5 separate regions of the Mus musculus genome follow, and all the other regions are linked to region 3. A link is a contact called in public ChIA-PET, Hi-C and promoter capture Hi-C data. All regions are on one chromosome and are shown on one strand. The core of a region is the stretch at or near the end of the contact, and the rest is flanking DNA. Distances in the headings are between cores, read along the strand shown.

Region 1 (4,737 bases), core at 194-2,693, 630 kb after region 3:
CATGTTACGTCTGGAAAAAAAAATCACCATGTTCTGTCAGAAATGAACGTTTCAAGATTGTTCTGTCATCTGACTTTCATGTGAGTTGTGGTCTTTGTGGGGTTTGCCTTTAGAAACACCGTATCCCTGAGCTGCGACACCAAGAGACTCTGAGGCATGCGCCGGAATTTGGTCCTGCACGAATAAAGGACTCGTACTTTTTTGTTTGTTTTTGTTTTTCGAGACAAGGCTTCTCTGTGTAGCCTTGGTTGCCCGAAACTTGATTTGTAGACCAGGCTGGCCTTATAACTCACAAGGATCCACCTGCTGCTGTCTCCCAAGTGCTCAGAGTAAGGTGTGCACGGCCACTGCCCCATATACTTCTAATTGGCTTAACCGGTAAGGATGGACACCACCACCCCCGTTGGTAAGAGTAGCCTGAAGGATGGCGGTGGACGTGAGCTGAGCACGAGGCAGGAACATTTGTTTTGCTTTTTCATCCAAGCTTTCCTTCAATGCTGGCCAAGTGATCTGAGACAAAGCCTGGTGGGAGGGACCTAACCACAGTCCCAGGGGCCCACTGCCTGGCCCTTCCCTGGCTGGCTCACTCTGCTTTCTCCCCAGCACACATTTGCTTAAGCATTGCGTTCTTGCCCTTCTGCTTACCTATTCTCTGTCACCTGAGAACAATAACAAACAAACAAACAAACAAACAAATGTAGTGTCTGGAGGGATGACTCAGTGGTTAAAACCATGGTCTGTTCTTCCAAACGACCGGGGTTCAATCCTCAGCACCTCCATGGCAGATCACAACTGTCTGTAACTCCAGGTCCTTTCCAAGGAATCTGACACCTCACAGCAATGCACATAAAATAAAGTTTAAAAAAACATATATTTTGTTTGTTTGCTTGCTTGCTTGCTTGCTTGCTTGTTGCGAGACAGGGTTTCTCTGTATAGCCCTGGCTGTCCTGGAACGCACTTTGTAACCAGGCTGGCCTTGAACTCAGAAATCCGCCTGCCTCTGCCTCCCGAGTGCTGGGATTAAAGGTGTGAGCTACCACGCCCGGCTGCCGAAAAACCAAAAATAAATAAATAAATAAATAAATAAATAAATAAATAAATAAATAAATAAATGAATCTGAATTCAAGGCCAACCATTTTGTAAGATACGGAGGTTACAGTGATGAGAATTCTGTCCCTACTCTTGATAGTTTTACATTTGGGAGAAAGGAGACAAATGAAGACAGGGACGATGTGATTTCTGAGACTCCCCCGAGTTTAATACAATGTAACTCCAGACAATGCTCGCTTACTGACCCGGGCCTGCCCTACAGCAACTGGCCTTTGGCCACTTTAGCAAGCGCTGGGGTTCTCTGTACAGGCCTTGCCCAGCCCCTCGTGACGTCACTGGCGCGCGCCATCCAATCATCGCCGTCTGGCTCCGCCCGCCCGCCCGTGCCTGCGGGAGGCTCCGTGGCGTGTGTTGTGGCCCCGCTGAGCCACCGTACCTCCCGCCTCCGCGCCCAACGTCCGCGTCGCCGTTCTGCGCCGCCGCCATGGCCGACGTGGAGGACGGCGAGGAACCCTGCGTCCTTTCTTCGCACTCCGGGAGCGCAGGCTCCAAGTCGGGAGGCGACAAGATGTTCTCTCTCAAGAAGTGGAACGCGGTAGCCATGTGGAGCTGGGACGTTGAGTGCGATACCTGTGCCATCTGCAGGGTCCAGGTGATGGGTAAGCGATGCAGGCGAAGCCGGGACCGCGAGCTGGGCCGAGCCGGCGAGTGCTGGGCCGGGCCGGGCCGCCAGACACGGGATGGTTCCTATGGGGGCGGGGGGGAGGGGGCGTGACCGGGATACCCGAGGGGAACCTCCGGCCCTGCGGCCAGCAAATCTCCCAGCGGATCCCTCGCGTAGATCTGAGGGTTGGGATGTTCGTCTTTGAGATGCTCTCACGTTCCTCAGGATTAGAGCTTGCCCATTTAGCCGAGGTTGGCTTAGAACCCAGGAGGGCGCACCTCCCAAAAACTGGAAATTGCGAGCCTGCGCCACTATACGGATTCTGTCTCATAACCGAAATGAGGCTCAGTGACCGGAGAGATGTTTCCACAGTTAAGAGCACAAGCTTGTTCTTAACAGAGAACCCGGGTTCGATTTTCCACACCCACATGGCAACTCACCACCCTCTAACTCCTGTTCCAATAACTCCAGCACCCCATTATGGCCCTTGAGGGCATTAGGCACATTTGGTATGCAAACCCAGATGCAGGTAGCATAAACATAAAATTTTAGATTACTGTGAGGTTGCTTTACAGGGCGACTGGGGAGTAGTTGAAATAGATTTCTGCAGTTTGAAAATGTGCGCGTTTCTTGGCTTTGAGACTTTAAACGTAGCATCAAGAGATTCCACAGTCTATTCTTTGTCTTTGGACTTGCTTCATCAGGGCTCCCAAACTTTACTTTTTACATTTAATTGTAGACCCAGACACTAGTTTCTATGTAGAATCTGATTTGACTAAAACACTAAAATCCAGCTGTTCCACCCCTCATCCTTGCTTAGGAGCTGGGCAGTGATTTCCATTTTAGGGTTGAGTGTGGTTGCGAATGTCTGAAATGCCAGCACTCGGGAGGCTGAGGCATGGGGGCAGAGGCAGCACAAGCTTTGCTTAGAAATTTTATTCTGGCCAGGTGTGGTGATATCTTTAAACTTAGTACTCGAGAAGCAAAGATAAACAGATCTCTGTGCGCCTTAGGCCAGCCTGGTCTACACAACCAAGGCTAAGTAGTGGGACCCCATCTTAAAAACAAATAATGAATAAATCTTTTTTGTTTGTTTTGGTTTTTTCGAGACAGGGTTTCTCTGTGTAGCCCTGGCTGTCCTGGAACTCACTTTGTAGACCAGGCTGGCCTCCAACTCAGAAATCCACCTGCCTCTGCCTCCCGAGTGCTGAAATTAAAGGGGTCCACCACCACGCCCGCTTTTTTTTTTTAAATCATCATCATCATTATTTTATTACCCTGTTGTTAATGGTGCATTCTTTAATCCCAGCACTTGGGAGCCATAGGCAGGTGGGTCTCTTGAGTTCCATGACAACCTGATCTAACAGCAAATTCCAGGATAGCCAGTACTACACAAGAAACCCTGTCTTTAAAAACAACAAAATTTACTTAGAGTTGTGGTGGGGGCGGACACATAGAAGAACTCTGTGTGTGTGTGTGTGTGTGTGTGTGTGTGTGTGTGTGTGTGTGTGTGTGAGTGTGAGTGTGACATAGAAGAAGAGTATTGGGAGTTGCTTCTTTTCTCCTGCCATGTGGGTCCCAAGGCTTAAACTCATGCAAGCACTTTAATTTTTGAGCAGTCTATCTGGCCAGAGATTGGCTTTTTGTTTGTTTGTTTTTCGAGACAGGGTTTCTCTGTGTAGACCAGGCTGGCCTCGAACTCAGAAATCCACCTGCCTCTGCCTCCCAGGCACTGGGATTAAAGGCGTACACCACCACACCCGGCTGAGATTGGCTTTTAAATATATATAGTTAAGTTTGTTTGTTTGTTTATTCTGGGCGTGGTGGCACACACCTTTTAATCCCGCACTTGGGAGGCAGAAGATGGATCTCTGATTTCAAGGCCAACTTGGTCTACTTAATGATCTCTAAGACGGCCATCCAGGTTTATGTAGAGAGCCTGTCTCAACCTACCCCACCCCTAACATTGTTAAATTTTAGTTTAATGAATGCACATGTATGGAGGGTATGGACATATGTGTTTAAGAGCCCGTGGATCCCTCTGGAGCTGGGGTTATGGCAGTTGTGAGCTCCCTGGGCCGGGCACTGGGACTAAACTTGACATCCTGTTTGAGAGTTCTTACACTGAGCCATCTCTCAGGCCCTGACTTTTCATAATCTTAAAGTTATTTATTTGCCTTCTTTTTTTTTTTATAGTTTTTTTTTTTTTTTAAGATTTATTTATTTATTATATGTAAGTACATTGTAGCTGTCTTCAGACACTCCAGAAGAGGGCATCAGATCTTGTTACAGATGGTTGTGAGCCACCATGTGGTTGCTGGGATTTGAACTCCGGACCTTCGGAAGAGCAGTCGGGTGCTCTTACCCACTGAGCCATCTCACCAGCCCCTTATTTGCCTTCTTATTCCAAAGTTGGCCTGTCACCCAGTTGCAGTGTGGGTAATCTCTCCCTTGGGTTCCACCTATACCCTGTACAGCCAGAGTAGAGTGCCTGCTTGTGATAACTTAGAGATTTCACAATGGCTGTTTGGAGCTTTGGTTTCCTACTTATTAAAAAGGTGGCGGCCAGAGCTAGAGCAGCCGCAGGTGTCATCAGCACACCGGGTGGTTTGCTTGCCTCCCTTCTCCATTTCCTAGTGAGCTCCATGGGGGACAGCCTTGGCTGTTTTGTCATCCCAAGGCTTAAATCCTAGAAGAGTGGGTGTTTAGTAACTATGGATAAAGCCCAAGGAGGCAGTTTTATATCTATATAGAAGAGGCCAGGATGGCTGTGGGGTTTTTGTTTGAAGGTAATAGTGTGTGGAAAGAAACAAATGCCTGGGCTTGAGCCAGAGTAAGGAGAGGAAGCAGCCCCACAGTTGCTATTTTTACAGAATTCTTTTTTATTTTTTCCTTTTGGACAAATCACTCGTTAGCAACACAGTGGAGAGGTGCGGGGAGACTAGTTCTGGGGCTAGAGAGATGGCTCAGAGGTTAAGAGCACCGGCTGTTCTTCCAAAGGACCCAGGTTCAATTTCCTAAC
Region 2 (4,909 bases), core at 1,628-4,127, 920 kb before region 3:
CTGCTGTTGCAAGAATTAAAGAAGCCAGGAAATATACCACCCCCATTACCCAGTCCAACATGAGGGAATAGGGTCCATTGGTTGCTGGGCTGCTTGATACAATCCTTGTATCTGGAGTGTACCAGCCGACATGTACTGAATAGTGGTGCACGATATGTACAGAGAGCATGCCTAGAAGTTCTTGTGGTCTGAGTATTTTTAAGATACATTTACTCTAACCCATTTGGTCTTTCCCCTACCCAAGCAAGCCAAATCATGGTTCAACGGGCATTCCATGGCCTTAAAGTAGGTAAAGATGGGGACATTTTTGCATTTATTAAGCATTGACCACGCACAGCATATTGAGTGCCTCATATTCATTTTTCACTTCTTGTAATGACCTTAATGCAGTGGATATAGTATTGCCTAATCAATTACTCCCAAACACAGTGACTTAATGGAACAACCATTTATATTTTTTTAATTGTCAGCTGGACAGTTCTGATGTGTGCCCAGCTTGGCTGATCCTGCCTGAGCTTGTTCATGTGTCTGTGGTCAACGTGTGGGTTATTTGTGCTGATCAGGTTAAAGTAGCATTAGCTGTCTGGAACATCTCAGGGATGTCGTATCAGCGTACACCAATGTCTCTGACTCTCCTGCAGGTTTAGCCTGAGTTTCTTCTTATGACAGGCAGGTGTCCAAGAAAGAAAAAAAAAATCAAGAATGCTACTGTCCAGGGGTAGAGCAAACCACACAGCCAATCTAAAAGCCGGAGTGGGAGAGCGCCATCCAAGGGAACAGCTCCAGAGAACCATGACTAAACAGAGGCTACTGCAGAGCTTAATCTAGCAGACACTCTCATCCTCCTTCACAAGAAGCGAAGGATGAGAGACGTGCTGCACCTGTTGGTAAGCGCCCTTTCCCTACTGTGTTTCTCTGTGATGTTCTTTCCTGGCCATTTCTTTCTTGGGGATGTTTTATAATTCTCTGTTCTGCTTCTTTTCATTCTCTGTTCTGCTTCTCATTATTTGGTCTGAATTTGAAACTTCATGTCAAATACTTGGGACCAGATGACTTTAACAACAGTTAGCTTAAGGACCTCCAGGGATGATGTTCAGTCAGTAAGGAGGTTCTTGTCTGAGTAAACAAGGGGGGTAAATATCAGCCAAATGGGATGGAGCACAAAGGATAAAAAAATGGGTCGATTTTACATTTCTCTCATTCACTGGCTTCTCTGACTTTGCATGGTCAGCATCTACCTCCTTCTGGATTATAACTTTAAAATCTGAGAAGGGTGAGAGGTCTCTTGATGTTGGCTTGGAACTTGGTAGCTCTTTACCTTGGGTAAAGGAGTGACCTTACTCCAGAAACAAGAACAATAGCACAGGTGTTGCTTCATGGACTAAAGGGGACCTGCTGGCCAAAGAGCTGAGTCCCCTGCAGCCACCAGGATTTGCAGCTGTTGAGCACCTCTTGAGGTCTCAAATGTTGAAGTTTGTTTTTAACACCACAGTCTCCCAGTGTGCTGCCAGGACCACACAGGGAGGCTGGGCAGCAGAAGGCTCTTAATGTATTTTATGGCTTGGTTGAGTACTCCGAACTACACTTATTAATTATGAGATGCTGTTCAGTCAGTGTTGCAATATACACATTTGGCTAATTGATTTGTACAGGCTCATATCGAGCAACATAAAGAATGTGCAGGACCATAAAGCGGGGGACTTTAACTGCTTTCATCCCCTTTGGCTTCTCCAAGAGGGACAAAGACCTTGTGTCCTTCATTGCCTAACGGGGCATCCACAATCATTTAGTGCTCAGGAAATGTCTTGAACGGGATGATGAATGAAAGGATAATTTTGTTTGTTTCTGTGTTTTTTGTTTTTTTTTTGTTTTTTGGTTTTTTTTTTTTTTTTTTTTGCCTCATTTCTCAACTGCACATGACCCTTGGATCGTGAGAAAATAGTACATCTATGGAAATATAGTGATTTCTTCCGAGCGGTTAGTTGATTTTACTGGGAACCTTCTTGATCCTTTGGCAGCCTGATGGTGGTTGGGGGTGTATTGTGGTGGAGAACTATATGAACCCCACCTCCAGAGACAGTGTTCCTTGGCTTGAGATTTTAGAAGGCATGATACCAAATGGCATACTCTTACCTAGGTAGTGACAATGTAAAGGTGGCAACTTCTGAGGGAGAAGTTTGAATGTGCTTCCCACTGAAGACTGACAGTTGCCTTTTCTGACTTTAGCTAGTCCTTTTGACTCTAGCAGTGGCTGTGCCTGCTTCACTGAGATGGCACAGAGCCCGGGCATTGCTACGCAGGTCCTAAGTGATCTCTGCCCTACAACTCCTAGAGGCAGTGGCCTTTTGCAGCTCTAGTGAGCGCCTGGCGCCCTCCCCAGACCAGGCGGCATAGAGCGTCCATCCCTAGACCATATCCAAGGGCAGGGTCCACAGAGACAGCATCCTGGCCCCTCCGCAGGGATGTCGGTTCAAAGGGCGCATCACAGTAGGGTCGCCTGCATCTTTACAGAAGGTCCTCGGGCGATCACTTGGTTGTGGCGCTCGCAGTGCCTCGGGGCTGCAGTTTGGAGAGCCGCAGGGGGGGACGCCAGGCCCTAAGGCTCCCCTGGAGCCTCCCGCATGGGTTCCACCCGCCGGAACCGGCGCCTGACCGAGTCGGATCACGCGAGCGAGCGGCATAGGGGATGGCTGTGGAAAGTTGGGGGCCGGAGCTGCGAGGCGGGGGAGCGCGCAACCCCGCGCCGATGTCCGCGTCTCATGAATATGCACGAGCCACCTCCCTCCCTCCGTGACGTCACGGGCCGTCCCGGGGTGAGCGCTGGAGCCGCTCCGGGTCCGCGCCAGTGAGTGCTGCTGTTGCGGGAGAGCGAGCGACGCGGCGAAGGGCAGCGGAGGCGGTGAGTGAGGGCGGCGGCGGCGGCTCCAGAAGCGCACCCGGCAGCTCCAGGGAGGCGGCGCGGCAGGCACCGGCGGACACCAGCGGACGCCAGCGGACACCGGCAGGCGAGGCCGGCGCGAGCGGTAGGAGGCGGCGGCTGCAGCTCGGTGGCGGCTCAGGCGGCGAGGATGCTGCCGGGGAGGCTGTGCTTGGTGCCGCTCCTGCTGGCGCTGGGCGTAGGGAGCGGCGGCGGCAGTGGAGACGGCGGAGACAGCCGGCGGCGCCGCCTCCTCGTGGCGAAAGGTGGGTGCTGGGGAAGTTTGTTCCTCTTCTGGAAGGAAGCAGGGCGGGCTCGAGGGTGCAGACCCTGGACTTACTCGTCTAACACCCGCCCTTTCTTGTGGCAGCTTCGGCTTCTGCGCGCACCGTCCTCGAAGTGTGCGCCCTAAACTGTGGACCCAAGAGGTTCTCCAGCCCAACCTCTGGGCGGGGTCCAGGCGCCAAGGAGAAGGGGAGGTCTATGGAGTATAGAGAACTTTGGGGGCCCTGTGTGCTGGGGTGGGAGCATCGCGGGGCTTGGCTCAGGGATGCTTTGAGCAAGGCAGGACATGGGCGCTGTAGCGGGGGCTGGGGAGTGGGTGAAGCAGGTGTCTGTCTGCTTCTGCTTTGGGGGCAAGAACCAGGGGCGTCTTCAAAGCAGCGAGACGAGCTGGACTGGCACTCCAGCTTGAGGATGGCGTGGGAACTTGTAGGCTCCTGAAAGCCTTGCCCGCACCCAGGCGCTCCTCCTGCTCCTCCGCAGCGCGGGCTCTGGCTCCCCTGGGAACTCACGCCCTCAAGATGGGCAGAGTCCGGAAGAAGCGCGGGATGTGATGGTTGCTACTGCGGCTCACACTCTGCTTTTCTTCGGAGGACCGAGCCTCCGAGCCTAGAGCTCCTCTCTGGTCTTTATAGTTGATCTTGACCTCTCTAATCCTCTAAGATTCTCCTGAACGCTGGCGTTATCAGGGGAACCTGAAGCCCGCAAGCCCCAGACTTTGACAGCTGTCTGGGAGCGCTGGGAGAAGCGCAGGTTGGGGAGCCTGCATCTGGAGGGCGGGTCTGGAACAGAAGGTCACGCGGTAGCCAAAAGCTGGGAAGCATCGCAGGAGCCCAATTGGGGTGGATGATGGTGGGCTCAGGGAGACTGTAGCAGATTGCAGGATGGAGCGTTTGGCTTAAGTGGTAACTTGTTGATTCTCTGCACTGTTGACGAGGAGGGCGTGCTTTTGATTTCTGCCAGGTGAACGGGTGACATATGGTCCTTGGAATTCTGTCTGGCGATATTTTGAAAACAGAGTTTTTGTCCTTGTTGGAAAAAGATTCCCAAGTAGAGACAGCTTGATTTAGAGGTTTGTTGGCTGAGCTGGTATGAAAAGCACAGCAGCCTGGATCTCTCCGGAGACAGGGCAATTGGGGAAGCAGGCCATTCCATTTGCCTTGTCTGGACTTTGAGAGCGGCCTCTCCTGACATTTGCAAGTGATAAATTTGGGAAAAGAGGTGCTCCTATTCTTTTTAATCTATTGATTTCTGGTGACATAAAATGGAAAAGATTTTATGCACAGGTGTCTTTCTAACACGTACCTCTCCTCTTCCTCAAGGAGTTTCTTTTTCCCTTTCTTTCTTTCTTCCTTTCTTTCTTTCTTTCTTTCTTCCTTTTTTCTTTCTTTCTTTTTTTCTTTTTTTGAGAAGACAGAAAAATTCATCATGAAAATGTCTTTTTAAAAGTGGTATGGTAAAAGGTTGTCTGTATGAAGGGACCAATGTACTATGCTGTTGCTGTTGTTCTGGTGAAAATAAGGATAGAAACCGAGCGTCCGAACAGTCTGTTCTTCCAGTACGGACACTTTGACAGGTAGGCAGATTTCATCCTTTCAGGGGAGCTCACGGTGAGTAAGGATTAGAGAAGGAGTAATTTGGGAAGAGAGCCCCTCCTGTAACACCTTGCTGAGTTTGCCAAGAATGGGAAATGAGAGGAGAGGGAGAGAA
Region 3 (5,111 bases), core at 949-3,448:
TCTCTGAATACCGATCAGTCAAGTATTCAGTCAAGCAACGAGGTTCTGCCGTGAAAGGGAACGAAGCATCCATCCTGCAGCAACACTCGAGTGGATTTCGAAGACACTTTTAGTGAAAAATTCCTCACACCAAAGGCCACACACCATTTTTAAAAATATGTATTTATTTATAAGTAATGTGCGGCATAGACAAAACCAGAGGGATAGAAACTAGATCAGTGGTTTCTAGGGAAGAGGAGGGGCGAATGGGAGCGACTCCTAACAAACACGTGGCTGCATTGTGGGTGAGGAAGCGGTCGGGAAATAGGTCGGTGAGGGCTACACAACCAGGAAAATATACTAAAACCCACCAAACCACACACACACACACACACACACACACACATATATATATATATATATATATATATATATATATATATATATATATATATATATATATATATATATATATATATATATATATACTTTTTCGGGACAGGGTTTCTCTGTGTAGCCCTGGCTGTCCTTCTGTCTACCTCTGTAGACCAGGTTGGCCTCGAACTCAGAAATCCACCTGCCACTGCCTCTCAAGTGCTGGGATTAAAGTTGTGCGCTACCACTGCCCGGCTAAACCACACATTTTAAAGAGACATGTGTCCTGGGAGTTGTGTCTCAACACAACTGCCATATAAAGAAAATACCCGTTGGATGTCTTGCGGAAATCTTTGTCATTTGGCTAGGGTTGTCGTCACTCTTTGTGTCCGCTCTTCCAGTTTTGCCCCTTTGTCATCCTTTCCCGCTCTAATAGACTGTTCTCATTTCAACAGTAAAGCTCAGAAGTCAGGCTGTACTGGGGGTGAGTTGGGTAAGCCCTGGGCCAAGGACTTTGGTTGCAGTGCCCCTCCCCCAACAATAATAATCAGATAAGGAACACTCTGCACTGCTGAAATGCTTTAAGTAATTTACACACTCAGTCCTTTACAGTGGCATGGACATTTGCAGTCTGTACGTTTTGTAGGAATTTAGTTGCCGGACAACACGGAGAGAGCTAAAGCAGTTAGAATTTTGTCAAGTTGTGCCCGTAAGTGGCTCTGGAAAATTTCATGTGGGCTGGAAAGGGTGATGGGGCCCCTGCAAATGGAAGGGCAGTTTTATGGGGGAGGGGGATGAAGAGAAAGAAATAATGAGATATATTTCTGTTCCTTCTGTGTGATTAGCATATTGATATCTATTTATTTTATTTTGACGATTCATCTGTACCTTGCAAATAAGCAGTTAACAAAAAATTGAAATAATGGCCATTTTCTAGAGAAAGAAAACTTTCCCTAGTCCAACATATACATGTAAGAAATGTGTTGATTAGTAAAATAAGTAGCTGGTTTATTCCTGTAGTAAACCTTCACATTTTAATCTACTTGCCTTTTATTGAACACTTTTCCCTCATGTGACTCTACCTTAGACCTGTCAGGAATTCTCCGTCAGCATTCCATCTCAGGAATGTTCCACAGAGTGTGGACCGCCTTTAATCCCTTCACTTGGGAGTCTAAGGCTTGCACAGGTCTCTGAGTTGGAGGGCAAGCCCCAGAGAGCAGCCAGGGTTGGTCTCAAAGTGAGATTTTGCATCTCTTTCCTGACCAAAAAACAAAAAACAAACAAAAAAAAAAAACCAAAAAAACCCGATTTATCTCGCCACTCCACAACAGATCCCAATTTAACGCTTATGTTTAATGATCATGTTTAATGCCGTGCTGTTTGTGAGAGTGCAAGCGAGTATATTCGCACAAGTGATTTCCAAGGCAAACACGGGGAAACAGAAAGGCTCAGTTCTAAACCCAAAAACTTGCTGTGGCCCTGGGCCGCTAGGGTTTTATCCTAGATCGTCAAGAGCCGGCCAGCGCAGGTTAAGTGGCGAGGGCTGAGCGACCTGCTGATCAGCGCATCGGATGAGAGTGCGAGCCGACCCACTACGCACCAGCAAGCATTCCCGTCCTGCCCCACGGCCCTTCATTGAAGAGCCCCCTGGGCGATCACGTGAAAGAGGCGTGCGAACCTCGTGACGTCACGCGGCCTAAGCCAATAGGAGCTTCTGTTTATGTAGGGACCTCCGACTCCTCACGACTCTCACTGCGCAGTCCGACGGAGCTCGCTGGAGCAGGAACCCCGTGGGGTGGGTTCGCGGGTGGCCTTCCGCAGCGGCGGCTCCGCCCACTCCCTTGCGTCCCCCTTCTTGGCCCTCGCCGCTGGCCGTGGCGGCCTGCTGGGTCCGCGTCCCGCCTCTACTCCCGGAGGACATGCAGAAGAGAGAATGAGCCAGAGGGACACGCTGGTGCATCTGTTTGCCGGGGGGTAAGGTCGCTGGGGCGCGCGGGCTGGAGGCCACGGGCCTGCGAAGGCCACGCCGAGCCTGGGCGGGGGCAGGGCGTGAGTCGCGGCCTAGCTCGTCCGGTACTGCGCGACAGCGGAGGCACACGGACCCGGACCTCGCGGAGGAGGCTCGGCCATGGCGACAAAATGGGAGCAGGCTCGGCCTCCCCGTCCCGCACGACTGGGCCTCACGTTGCCCACGTTCGCGGGCGACCTTGTTTCCGGCCGCCGCTGCGCCTTTGCTGCTGGCCGGCGTCGTAGCCGGCGGGGAAGGCGTTGCAGTGCTCGCCCGCGGTGCGCAGAGGTTATTTCCAGCTTCGGAAAATTTTCTCTCCCTTGCCTGCCCCGGTTTGCGGGAGATGGTGCAAAAGTGGCAGTGACTTTGAAATCAATCAATCTCTCTTTCTTTTCTTTTCTTTTCTTTTCTTTTCTTTTCTTTTCTTTTCTTTTCTTTTCTTGAGATGGGAAGGCAACCCCCTCCCCCCCCCCCCCGACCCTTCAGCACTGCCTGCTTTGGAGAAGGGGTATGGATGGTTTGAGAGAAGGCGACTACTAAATGAAATCATTATATATGTGTACAGGATTAGTGTGGAGCCCGAAGTCTGGTTTGCTGATCCCCCAGCTACAGCCATTTTGCTGAGCCAAGTTTGTTCCTCCATTCGATATGTTCCTTCCCAGTTATTTAGAGAAATAATAGAGCAACGTTAAGACTTTTACCTGCAAGACTATAAAGTTGTCACAAAAAATCGCTATGGTGAATTAACTTTTTAACCTATATAACAGAATAAAGTAGTATTTTAAAGTTTGGTGGTTTGATTCTTGGATCAGCCACTTTAAGGGATACATACATATATGTATGCATTCTTTGCATGGTTGTTTGCTTTGAGTTAATGTGTGGAGATTCTGTTGCCAATATGACAGTACTTTACATTGTTGTCACACATTTCATTCAACATTTATGATTCACCAATTTTGAACGGTCCACTATTCTGCCATTAAAGCAACTACTAATTTTATGAGGAGCAGTTTGCCTTTTGTGTTTCTAAAATGCTTCCTGCCAGTAAAGGGCTAATTTAATTTCTGCAGTACCTGTACTTGGCACCTGCTAGTCAAGTTCTCTGCCACTGGGCTCCATCCTCGGGCCCTTAGAACATTTTTTTTTCTGTTGTTTTGTTTTTGTTTTTCGAGACAGGGTTTCTCTGTGTAGCCCTGGCTGTCCAGGAACTGACTCTGTAGACCAGGCTGGCCTCGAACTCAGAAATCCGCCTGTCTCTGCCTCCAAAGTGCTGGGATTAAAGGTGTGTGCCACCACTGCCTGGTCCCTTAGAACATTTTATTAATCTCTCTTTCCCTCTCTCCTCCCCCCTCTTTCTCCGAGTGTGTGTGTTGGGGGGGGGGGCGGAGTAGGAGAAAGTAAGGATAGCATCTTGTAGTTGGATTTCTACTTGTAGTTAGATCTTCTGAAAGTTAGAAGACCATAGATGTAGTTCAGGTTGGTATTTTAATTTGTTTTGAGTTAAGAAATAGAAGTCTTTAATCACTTCTCCTGTAGAGCAGAGTTGACAATGGTCTCTTCTAGAGCCCTTGCGTGGCTCCTTTGTTATTCTTTGTCCAGGCATATGTGTGTGTGTAAGTTTTGTTAAAGCACATGCATGTGTAGGATATAAATGTTAGTCTGAATGTGGATTTTTCCAGTTGTACTAGGACATCACTGTGTTTATAAACACTTGTGAAGTTAGGCCATTCTATGTAGGCTTTTTGTTTCAGTTGAGAGCTGGAATGGAGAATTATTATGTACGGGATTCAAAAATATCAGTTCATTTCTTCCACTTCTCAAGAAGTCTAGTACGCACACAGTAGTAGAATGTTAAATGGGGCAAAGTACGTGTGTTGTGACTTCCCCTCCTTCCCATTGCATCTCATATTCGTACATAGTGGTTCCATATGTACATATACTCTGTAGAAGCAGTGTTAGGTGATAGCAAAGGGCATTTAATCAAAATACAGAAAACATACAGATGTCAAGACAAATACCCTAAGTTCAAACACTTTCATGCCTGTAAAATGAGGACTAAGTTATTGTAGACGTCTTGACAGTTACACAGTACATGAATTCTGTTTTGTGTAATGTTCTGGCAGTGTTGTATGTACTGAACATAGATAGATAGAGTTCAGGTGATGTTGGTAATGTTCTTAATTGAACATGTCTAAGTTATATATCAAAATTGTTTATTTTGGCAATAATTTAGTGTGTTCTTCATAATTGCTAGGTTTGTTTATTGTGATAGAATTATATACACTAGGAGTTGTGAAATTCACCGTACTACAGGAGAGGTGTGTCTTTGTAGGCTCTCTATGCCTGGGCTTCCTCACATACAGTTATTCTTTGGATTATGCTCAGTATACCTTAAAAGAACCAAGAGTAACCTTTCATAGTGGCATTTACTCTTAGGCCAGGGTTTTCTTAACACGGGAGCCTTTGAGTTCCTTTCCTGATAACTAAAATAGTGTATACTCAGGTGGGCTCATCAGGGTCCCAGAAAGATTTGGGGCTGTATTGTTAAATAGGAACGTTTGATACAGACCAGCACTCGTGCTTACTATAAGTCACCCTTTGAGCTCATTATGCCTTTGCCAGAGTTAATATTCAGAATTTATAAGGTCATTGGTTGGGTTAATTAAGTTACAGAGGCAAATCATCACGTAATTAAGGTTTAGTTTTCATTGTACTTCAGGCACACATGATACAAAACATTTGTATGCAT
Region 4 (5,392 bases), core at 1,512-4,011, 750 kb after region 3:
AACGTGGTGACTTTTCCCCAGGTTCCTTCCTTGGGCAGCAGAAGAGAGGCTTTTTGACCATAGGGGAATTGGTTTTCTCATTTATAAAATTAGGCAAATACTTCTAGATTTAGTTGGTTTTTGTGTGTGAAAATTATGAAATAAATCACACTTGCCACCTAGCCCAGGGCGAGGATCTCAGTGATCTACTCGAGATCATTATTACAGTGAGAGTCATATGGGTAGGTAGGGCTGTCAGATTCAGCAAATAAAAATACTGAATAATGAGCTAAAGTTGAATTTTACCTTCCATCCATAATTAATCAATCATAAAAACAAAATGAAAATAAGGAGCTGGCTCAGCAGTTAAGAGCACTTGCTGCTCTTCCAGAACCCACGTTCAATTCCCACTGCTTAAATGACAGCTCACAACTGTAACTCCAATTCCAGGAGATGCCCTCTTCTGTCCCCCATGGGCACTGTACACGTGTTACACAGACAGTGCAGGGAAAACATCTACACATATATAAAAAAAAAGGGGGGGGGGAATTAACAATACAAGATGTTCATCTCTCAAATTCAAATTTATGTATCTTGCTTTTTTATCTTGGTAAAGCAATTTCTCTTGTAAAGCTACCTACAAGGAATATAACTGACCAAATTTGATATTCCATCTGCTCATATTTGGCAGGCTAATATCCCAAGATAATCAGTGTTTACTCTTCCAGGCCATGCTCAATTATCTCGGAACACAGAAACAAAGAGGTCCCATATTGTTCGAGTATAGTATTTTTGCCAAATTGAAATCCGTTGAAACTGACTGCCATACTGACTAAACTAGCCATGAGTTTTCAAAGTGTTTACTGAATTATATTTGTATTTAAACCCTTATTTAGAAAAACCACAGAACACTAAGTATAAAAGCTGTATTTATGGCTATTAAAAACACAGAGACTGAAACTCTCAGCTGGCCACTAACATCTTTGAAATGTCATTTCATAACATTGTTTTCTATGTATTAGGTAATTATTTCTTAAAGCATGCTTGTTATACATGCACACACACAAAATAAGCAGATATATTTTTATATTTTATCCCAGATAGATGATGTATCTTTCATCGGTTTGCATATATAAAAAGCTCATAGTTAATCCTATCAGTATTCTAGCTACCCTAGTGTGCAGTTCAGGTTTTGAGGTAAAATTATTTCCATTCCTTAGCTTTTAGCCTTACCTATAATCTAGAGAAGCATTCTAGGCTTCTTGTGTAATATTTTGGTATTTCTAAAATCAGCTTCATGTCAAACTCTACAAATTGCTTCTGAAAATTTTTTTGGTGTTATTAGACCAAAAAAGTAACCGGAGGCAGAGAGAGGTGAGTGCAGGCCTTTAAGTCACAGCACTCCAGAGGCAGAGGCAGCACTCTGTGATCTGGAAACTAGCCTGGTCTGCAGAGTGAGTTCCAAGGCAGCCAGGGCAACACAGAGAAACCCTGTCTTGGAAAACAAACAAATAACTGGAGGGCGGAGGATGTAGTTCAGTTGGTGACATGCTTGTCATGTGCATGGTCCTTGGTTCCCTCCTCTCCCAATAACCCTAACCCCAGAAAAACAACAGTTGAAAACAAACAAAAATCCCCTGTAAATCAGGCATGGTAGCACATGCCTGTGATCTCAGTACCCAGGAAGTCGAGGCAGGAGGACAAGAGTGTGGGATACACAATGTCAAGTCAGCTGAAGCTACACAGCAAGATTCTGTCACAAACAAAACCAAACTGGATTTTGGATAGTCATAAACGTATGGGTGGGCGTGGTTAATGAAATTATTGCAAACAAAATGGGATTGCATTTATTCATTCATTATTGCTATTTAACAGAGGTTATTTAACATCTCTTTTCCGGAAACAAAAACAAAAAATCAAAATAACCTCACCTTCTGTTCAAACTTCCATTTTGAGTCTTTTAAAATCCCATTTATGGTGTTTCAGAATTTCAGAATGCAGCCTGAATTCCTGGCTCCGCCTAGGCGTAGCGGCCACCAGTGGCAAAGAAAACACCAGCCGAGTGGTTCAGGCATCTATCCCTAACTCTAACAACCTTAACCTTGTACTCCATCAAGTATTGTAGTTAACAATTGGAGTGACCGAGCCAGAAAAGAAAAAAAAAAAAAAAAGCAAGGCTTTAGTGAGCGGAAATCTTGGGAAAATATTTATATTGATTTCATTGATATGCTCGACTGAATCTGGAGAAAAAGTATACTGTACTCCATTTGGTTAACGATAGCATATTTAGAATAAAACTGCCATGACCCTCAGGCAACCCAAAAGCAGCTAGTCCACACTAGACGCTACAAACGCTGCCCGAGGCCCTGCAGCAGGTGCCGTTTAAAGACGTCACAGAGCCCCAAGGAGAACGCGCCACGGCGTATTGCAGAAGGCTCCGGGGCCAAGTATGTGCTCCAGGCTTTGACCACTAAGTCTCAGGCTGGGCTTCCACTAAGCCCAGCCACGGCCTGGGCTTCCAGTGGAGAGCGCTGTAGCCTCCTACGCCCACCTTCCTCGGGCCACCACCCTGCCGGTCAGTGTGCCCGGCAGACTTCCGCCCGCAGCCCCGCCGCGCTGGCTTCCTCGCACCTGGGCGGGGGCTACAGGGGCAAGTAGCCCGGCTGGGGCGTGGCTTGGCTGGGGGCGTGGCTCTGGCGTCAAGGGCGGACCTTGGAGATGTGGGCGTGGCGTGTTGTCGGGGGCGGGGTCATCCGGGCGGCTCTGGGCCTTTGGGCCGCGCCCAGCCGGGCGGGAGGCAGCGGCCGCGGTGCGCGCCAGCGGCGCGGGGATTGGCTGCGGCGGGCGGAGACGTCAGGCTCCCGGGGCCCCTGCGGCCGCCCGGCGCGGCGCGGCGCAGTCGGCTCTAGTGGTCTCGTAACGAAGAGTTGTTCCCGGCCGTGCCGTCCTCCGCTGTTGTCGCTGGGCTGCGCCGCCGCCGTCGCCAGGACGCGCCGCCGAGCCCCTCGTCGCCTCCAGCCCCGCGGCCTCCGTTCACCTCGACTTCCACACGCCCATCATGACGAAGACTGAGAAGAAATCCTTCCACCAGAGCCTGGCCGAGTGGAAGCTGTTCATCTACAACCCGAGCAGCGGAGAGTTTCTGGGGCGCACCTCCAAGAGCTGGGGTGAGCGCGCGGCGGGGCGGGCGGCGCGGCGGACGGCCCCATTCATTGCGGGCGGCCCGGCGGTCCGGCTCCGAGGCTGGGCGGCCGCTTGGCCAGCCCGAGCGGGGCACACGTGCTGCCGGTTCCCGCCGCGAGCGGCGCCGGAAGCGGGACCGGCCGGCCGGGCCGGGCCTCCTTTGTAGGGCGCGCGCCCTGGAGGCGCGGGCCGCGCGGACTGGGGAAGCCGGACCTGCCCCTCGCCTGCCTGGGGAGAGGAAATTTCCACTGCCCGCTATCTTGTGACTCGGCGGCGCTGCCACCCAGACGGCCGGGACAGTGCGGGCGAGCTCCGGGCGTGTGTGGGTTGCAGGGACGTGTGACGGGGAGTTAATCACTGGGGCACATTGTCCGCGAAAAAGCACTTGAATTCCGACTGAGAAAGGCCGGCTCCGAGAGGGCTTCTTCCTCCTCCTCCTTCTCCTCCTCCTCGGAGATCACAGCGCTTTTCTGCCTTGCAGATTTTGCTTTGGGGAAAGACGGTCCTATTAAACACCCCCTCCTCCCGTACCTTCAAAACATCCGAGTGGTGGTTGAATGTTAACAGATTTTCTCTGTGCGAACTCATTGTTTTAAAACGAAATAGTGAATCCGAGTTGATCGGTCTTCTGGGTTTTGTGCTGCTTTTAAGGTGAGGGGTCAAAAAAAATGTTAGTGAAGGTGGACAAGTGTATTCCATTTATTGCCTTTCTATTTAGACAATTTTACCTTTTTGAAATCCTTTTTTAAGAGTATTTTGTTAATGGGTAAGGACAGATTTTTTTTTTTCCATTCTGAGTAAGAATGGATTTTTAGAGCTGAGAGCCGTTGGGGCATGGCATTTTTAAGAGAAGCATTGAAGACCATAAGTGAGATATGGCTCACAAAATGACTTGTTCACTGAAGTGAGCTCCTCTAGGGTGCAAGGCTCTTTGACACTCTATCACAAGCTGAAAGGAGCCATGGAAGGTTTGGGGGGTTTTGTTTTGTTTTCTTAAATTCCAACCTCTAGTTCAGAAATGAAACCCAGAGGTTGTGATTCTTTGTAAAATTACATATTCCATGGGGCCAAGAAAAGAGCCCAGTCTCCTTTAATCCCAGTCCAGTGGTTGTATTATTTTACGTATGCCTTGCCTGACTGCCCAGTAATCATGCACAATTTTTATTTAAATTGCTGTCTTTTCTTGAGAGCTCTGTATGTGCTCAAGAAATAAATCTTCCACCGCGGTTAAAGGGAGAAGGATGAAGATAATTGCTTGTTTCCAGAGAGCACTTTGAACTGAAGAGATTTTTGGGTGGTGGAGAGAGGTTCATTTTTGTAAGCTGCCTTTTGCCTTTCTCTCTTGCCTTCTCACTTCTAGAGTCCATTATCTTTACTTCGACGGTAGGGCTTCTCCTGCAGGATCTTCCTGTGGCCTCGACTGACCTCTGATTAACTAATTGTTGGTGGCCCTCTTGCCTCAGTCACTTACATGAGTGGACCATCATGGCAGCTCCAACAGTGCTGTTTTAACCTTTGTGTTAGGATATAGGTTTCCTTGGTAATATGCATTTAAGCAGAGAACCTGTACAAAGTGGGAGTAAGGATAAAGTTGAGGTTAGCCTAGGAAGAACTAAGCAAGACCTCTTTATAGAATCAGTACTTATCCTTGTGCTCACATAGTAAATTTTGAGTTCATTATAGTAATCCTAAACCAGTGCAGAAGATCCCACCCCGCACAGAGACATTAAGAATGTGTGTGAGAGGAAGACAAACTAAATCCTCAGCCTTGAAGGCTGTGTCTCTAGACATGTAGGGTCTGCCATTGAGAGGCCGCCTACATGCAGACTCAACATCAGTTTGGACATCTATGTGCCTGTGGGGCGTTCTGCCGAGACGGGCGCTTTTTACTTAAAATCGTCAAGGCCCTGGAAGAGGCAACTGCCTGACCCACCGCTAGCATTCCAGTATGTCTTTCTGCAATCTGTATAATGTTTCTTTTTTTAAGCAAGAAGGAATCATAGCCATATAAGTATGTTACAAACACCATCCCATGTTAATAAAGGTCTATATCCCCATTATTATTAATAGTTTACTTGACTACTGTCCCACTGCATATATACCGCTTTCCCCTTCATTATTGTGTGCACTGGCCCTTTCCTTCACCTCCTCTTCCTGTGTATATATACATTTTCCCAAATTTATTTCCTTGGGATCTGTTTGCACTTGTAGGATAGCTAGGCAGCATACA
Region 5 (5,038 bases), core at 1,850-4,349, 990 kb after region 3:
GAAGGTCAGAGGTCAACCTGGATGAGTCAGTTCCCTCCTTCAAGCACCTGGGTCCCAGGAATTGATCTCAGGTCACCAGGCTTGGTGGCAAAGTACCCTTACATCTCAATGGCACCATGGGGGTGGAGGGATTAAAGTTACAAAGGTTGAGGATGTGCAGAATCATGTGTGTGTGTGTGTGTGTGAGAGTGTGTGTGTGTGTGTGTGTGTGTGTGTGTGTGTGTTTGTGATAGAACCAGCATCACCACAAAAAATGGGAAAAAAAATAACTGGAGTCTTGAGCAGCTTCCTACAAACCGAATGCAAAGTTTCACGTTTGGATTTAAATTTTAACTTAAAGATAATGGAAGCCCGTCCTGCTCACATACCCAAAGGACGGTCTCTTTTTCCCTTTTTATTTCCTTTCCATGTGCCTTGTTTGGCTATATGAATCAAATCCTCCTACACTAAGATTTTAGGTTTTTATGAACAATCTTTCCATTATACAAGAAGGGGTGTAACTTCCACTGAGAAGGCTACATCCAGAACCCATGAAGTAAACTGAATTCCTAGCATTTTAATTATTTTGATTCTGAGACAGAGTCTCATTGTGCAGCCCTGGTTTGCCCTGGAATCTGCTATGAAGAACAGGCTAGCCTCAAACTCACAGAGATCTGACTGCCTCTGCCCTCCAAGCGCGAGGAGTAAAGATGTGCACCACTAGGCCGGCATTTACTCTCATCATTTACTCTCCACCCATGAAGTCCTAAAGTGCTAAACGACAGTGTAGACTAGCAAGACCTTATTCTTAATGAATTCAGCTCTCTGCAGCACAGCCTCAGAAGGCGCCTCCTTATCTTTTTGTTGGTTGGAAGTAACGCCCAGGGCACTGCACATGCCAGGCCAGTGTGCTTGGACTAACAATCTGATGCACGATTAAGTTTCTAGAAAGTTGGCCAAAGAAAGACCCCATGTTTTATCACTAGAGACAACAGACATAAAATTATTTTTTTAAATGGCCACATAAGCAAAGACTAGTGGTGTCTCAGCAGGGATGGGATGGGGTGGGCAGATACCTATTTCCAACCTAGCCTATGCTACAGAGAGAGTTCCAGACCAGCCTTGGATACAGAGAGAGATCTTAAGACCACAAATACACAAACACAAACAAAAACCACTATAACTTATTTTTGTATGTAGTTATCTGCCCAGAAGCACACCCTTAAGTTCTGACATCAGCTATCACGGTTTAAGACCATGCTTAGCATCCCAAAGACAGTGTTCTTCCCATCAGTTCCCAGGCATCGTCTCCACAGTTCTTTACATAGCCAGAGCTCCATCGGTAGACCAGGCAGGCTGGCCTTGAACTCAGAGACCCATCTGCCTCTATCTCCCAGGCCCTGGAATTAAAGGTATGTACCACCAAACCCCAATACTTTCTAAAAATCAAATTTCCTTAAATTGTGCAACAACTATGCAGCTGTATTGCCTACCAACTTCTTAAAAATTTATCAAATTTCATATTTACTTCAGGGTAGGGAGCACACTTGTGCCAGTTTAAAGTGCCGAGGACAGAGGGCAACCTATGCTCTCCTTTCTCCCTGTCCATCTCAGGGATCCAAGCTTAGGAGGGAGGACTGGGAAGTCCTCTTTACCTGCTGAGCCATCTCCTTCCTGAACCAAACTCTCATTCCTTAATTAAAAAAAAAAAATTTAAAATGCACCGTTTCAGCAAAAGTACTTTGTGACTAGAATTGTAAGAAAAACTAAGAAGTATCGTTGTGTTTGTGATAAAGACTTGCAATACGACAAGAGCTCAGTATGTGCCTTAGACCTGTCCTTAAAGGTTGGGACAGGGATGGACTGAGTGGGTGGGCAGTGTTCCGACACAGCTGGCCAGAGAGAGAGCGAGCAGCGCAGTTGCTGCAACTCACCTCCTAGCTCAGATCCCTGAAGGGAACGTCTAGTCTATTTCCTCAAAGTAAATTCTTAAGGCAGTCACTACTTAACTTTTACCCTAGTCGATGTAGGATAGCACAGGGAAAAAAGGGGGGAGCCCAGTGCTGTAAGGAAGAAGTTAAATGGCTCTCATATCCCTTCGCTAATATTTTAAACATTAGAAAATGCTAGTATTTAAAGGAGTAAATAAGAACACTACACTCAATCAACTGCATTGACCACTGTATAGAAATTAGCGCTTTATTAAAATGGGGGTTGGCTGTTAACTAGTATCATCTGAGGTTTAAGGCTTTGCTAACAAAGACCAACCAATGCTTTGGCAGGCTTCTCAAGCCAGAAGATACTTTTTAATGAATTCTCAAAGATGGAAAGAAATAAGGATAACAAAGCTTTCAAAATGTGCTCAGTGTCTCCAATATCCATGGAAGTTAAATGTTAATGTGAGGACCTAGCACTTTTACGAACGCAACCAGTAAGGTGGCTTGGCGGTAAAAGTACTTCTGCCAAGCCTGAAGACCTGAGTTCAATCCTAGGGACCGGGCCAACATGGTGGAAGGAGAAAACCGATGCCCAAGAAAGTTGTCCTCTGACTCCTAAATGTGTGCCATATAGCACGCGAGCACACACAGATACACAAATAATAAATGCAACGAATTGTTTAAATAACACAACCGAAAAAAAAAAACCCACAGTTTTATATTCCATCAAAATCTGAAGAGCTAAAAGGCATAAAAGGTCGACGAGGAAGTGCAGAAAAACCACGCAAATCACTAACCACCTTCTGTCCACATATACACAATCTGCCCGCGCTGCCCCGAGAGTCACCTCGGTTCCACCCAGGTAAAGCTAGAGCGCTGAGTCCCGCGGGACAGGAAGCGAGAGACAGACACCGGGCCACGCCGGCCCGAGCCCCCCAGAGGTGCAGGAAGAGCTAGGGTGCAGTCAGATCCCGAGACCCTCCCGCCGCGCCTAGTCACCTTCTGCGCGCTGGAGCCTCGCACTCGCGCCGTCTGGTCATAGACGTGGCAGCGGATCACCGTGCTGCCCACGTCCAGCCCCAGCACGAAGCGGGAGGGCGGCGAGGCCGACGCGCTCAGTTCCTCTCGCTGCCGCTCTGCACGCTCCTGCTGCCCTGACATCGCGACCCCGAACACTGCAGTCGCCACGGGCCGGCCAGCGCGGAGCTATAAACGCCAGACCCCGGGCGGAGAGCTCGCGGCCCCGCCCCTCCTACACCGCGCCCTGTCCCGCCCCTCGACGAGTTAGGCTCCGCCCCTTCACAAGACCCCGCCCCGCCTCGTTCAGCCCCTTCGGGAAGCCTTGCTACCCCACGCTCCGCCCCTAGCACCGTGACGTCAGGGCAGCGCGCCGAGCAGCTCGTGGGAATTTGGCAAAGATGGCGTTTACCGCAGCGCTGTACTGGATGTCACCGTTCAGCGACCGTTACTTTGAAACTTTTTAGTTCCCTTCTAGCCCAGATTACTTTTTTACGAATATCTGTTAGGAAAAATCAAGTGAGATGAAAAAATTTTAAACTTTTTTTCATGTTCACTTAGTTTTTTGCCTGTATTTATGTGTGTGAGCCACATGTGCCTGATGCATGTAGAAGTCAGAAGAGGACCTCCGACGATTGCAAGCTTCCATGTAGGCAATGATAACCAAACCCCGGTCTTCAGCAAGAGCAACTAGTGCTCTTAACCAGTGAGCCATCTTTCCAGTCCGTGGGAAGACATTCAAAAGTATAGGAGGTTCCTCATGAAGTCTTCCCAGAAAAGCTTGCATGTATTACACAACGATGAATAGATGTCCAAGTTTTGTATGGCACTAAAGGGCCTTTGCCGCGACACAAAGTTTAAATTTCGTGAGAATGTTTTGTGGGTAGCTTATCAGCTTAAAGGAATATTTTCTTGTTTATATTACTCTGTTAGCCTACTTGCTTCCCAGAGATTTGCCAAGTTGGATTTGGGTTGTCACTTGAAGCTTGACTGTGAACACCATATTTATTTTTGTTTGTTTGTGGCTTCTCTTAATAGTCTGTCTCTACACAGCAATGCCTATTTGCACCATCTGGCACAGGTCTGCCCTATATCGTTGGTGACCAATTGGTCATGCATGAATGTGTGTGTGTGTGAGAGAGAGAGAAAGAGAGAGAGAGAGAGACTTTCCAGCGTTGTATGCATGACTAATAGTCCTATGCTGTCCGATTCTCTTGAGAAACTGAAACTGTACAAATACCAGAGGGAAGGCAGAGCCAGAACCTGAGAGCCACAACTGAAGTTTGACCTTGTTCCTCAAGGCAATCTCTTACTAGGACCAAAGGCTCCCTAGGATTCTATATGCTCTTGTCGTGAATAGGCACCAAACTCTGGTCCTCATGTTTGACTGGCAAGCACATTACCTACGGAGCTATCTCTCCCAGTTCCTGAGGGAAAGAAACTTTAAAGAATTGGTTGTAGGTCCAGGCAAGCTTAGAAACTTGTAGGGCCTGCTGGCAGCCTGGAAAAGAAGGCACACTTCCATGCTTACAGTTTTGATTTCCTCCTTCCCGAAGCTTGCCTTTGCCCTTTTCCAAAGCTTGCCTGGTGTTCAACTAATCGGGGGAAGCTCAGTCATGTGTGTGTGTGTGTGTGTGTGTGTGTGTGTGTGTGTGTGATATCTTTACTGGGGATACAGATTTAAATGTCAATCACATCTAAACTACACCTCCCACAGCAATGTACAAGTAACCTAGTCAAGCTTATTCATACAGTTAGCCATTAGTTTCCCTGCTTACAACTAAGAAAAGTTCAGTGTAGGCAGTGTTAACAGTTGGTGTACTTCTCACAGAGGTATTTCTTGGGGGTTTTATACTCTGCGACTTTGTGATCATTTTCGTAAGGTCAAACATCAGCAGTTTCTAAAGTGTGAAAGAGCAGATCTTAAAAAATACTTAGTCTAGAGTTTTTAAAAAGTTTCTCATTTTTGTTTTATTTCTCTTGAGACAGAGTCTGAGTGTACCAGAGGCTGGCCTAGAACTCAAGCCACTCCTCCTGACTTCGCCTCACATTGGAATTATAGCAATGCGCCAACAGGTCAAGCACAGTTTTCCAATTTCAAACAA

The links. Promoter capture Hi-C pulls out the DNA fragments that hold promoters and counts their contacts. A called contact is a pair of places that touch in the nucleus more often than the background predicts. ChIA-PET counts read pairs in DNA pulled down with a chosen protein or histone mark.
Region 1: a Hi-C map of embryonic stem cells shows a contact between it and region 3, with 2.3 times the contacts expected there. The contact joins the promoter of Rnf7 here to the promoter of Slc25a36 in region 3. A contact is called at or near these places in 3 of 39 promoter capture datasets (erythroid cells, liver and pre-B cells), 3 of 484 Hi-C or Micro-C datasets (all in embryonic stem cells) and 3 of 115 datasets of contacts at active chromatin or transcription factors (embryonic stem cells and thymic regulatory T cells).
Region 2: a promoter capture Hi-C map of hippocampal neurons shows a contact between it and region 3, with 5 times the contacts expected there. The contact joins the promoter of Clstn2 here to the promoter of Slc25a36 in region 3. A contact is called at or near these places in 1 of 39 promoter capture datasets (hippocampal neurons) and 2 of 115 datasets of contacts at active chromatin or transcription factors (bone marrow-derived macrophages and embryonic stem cells).
Region 4: a contact with region 3 is called in an RNA polymerase II ChIA-PET map of memory CD8 T cells, with 14 read pairs. The contact joins the promoter of Atp1b3 here to the promoter of Slc25a36 in region 3. A contact is called at or near these places in 3 of 39 promoter capture datasets (hippocampal neurons, liver and pre-B cells), 1 of 115 datasets of contacts at active chromatin or transcription factors (memory CD8 T cells) and 1 of 9 other capture datasets (adipose tissue).
Region 5: a promoter capture Hi-C map of pre-B cells shows a contact between it and region 3, with 5 times the contacts expected there. The contact joins the promoter of Gk5 here to the promoter of Slc25a36 in region 3. A contact is called at or near these places in 3 of 39 promoter capture datasets (erythroid cells, liver and pre-B cells), 3 of 484 Hi-C or Micro-C datasets (B cells, CD4 T cells and natural killer cells), 2 of 115 datasets of contacts at active chromatin or transcription factors (bone marrow-derived macrophages and memory CD8 T cells) and 2 of 9 other capture datasets (adipose tissue and liver).

The regions. Positions count from the first base shown.
Region 1 is chr9:96,475,381-96,480,117 of GRCm38.p6, reverse strand. Rnf7 (ring finger protein 7) reads left to right here and starts at 1,443. Exons shown (of 3, transcript NM_011279.3): 1 at 1,443-1,710. The coding sequence starts at 1,536.
Region 2 is chr9:98,031,135-98,036,043 of GRCm38.p6, reverse strand. It overlaps Clstn2 (calsyntenin 2), which reads left to right and starts at 2,877. Exons shown (of 18, transcript NM_022319.2): 1 at 2,877-3,183. The coding sequence starts at 3,069.
Region 3 is chr9:97,108,128-97,113,238 of GRCm38.p6, reverse strand. It overlaps Slc25a36 (solute carrier family 25, member 36), which reads left to right and starts at 2,198. Exons shown (of 7, transcript NM_138756.4): 1 at 2,198-2,328. The coding sequence starts at 2,288.
Region 4 is chr9:96,361,800-96,367,191 of GRCm38.p6, reverse strand. It overlaps Atp1b3 (ATPase, Na+/K+ transporting, beta 3 polypeptide), which reads left to right and starts at 2,761. Exons shown (of 7, transcript NM_007502.5): 1 at 2,761-3,146. The coding sequence starts at 3,038.
Region 5 is chr9:96,117,490-96,122,527 of GRCm38.p6, reverse strand. It overlaps Gk5 (glycerol kinase 5 (putative)), which reads right to left and starts at 3,099. Exons shown (of 16, transcript NM_001368879.1): 1 at 2,916-3,099. The coding sequence starts at 3,077.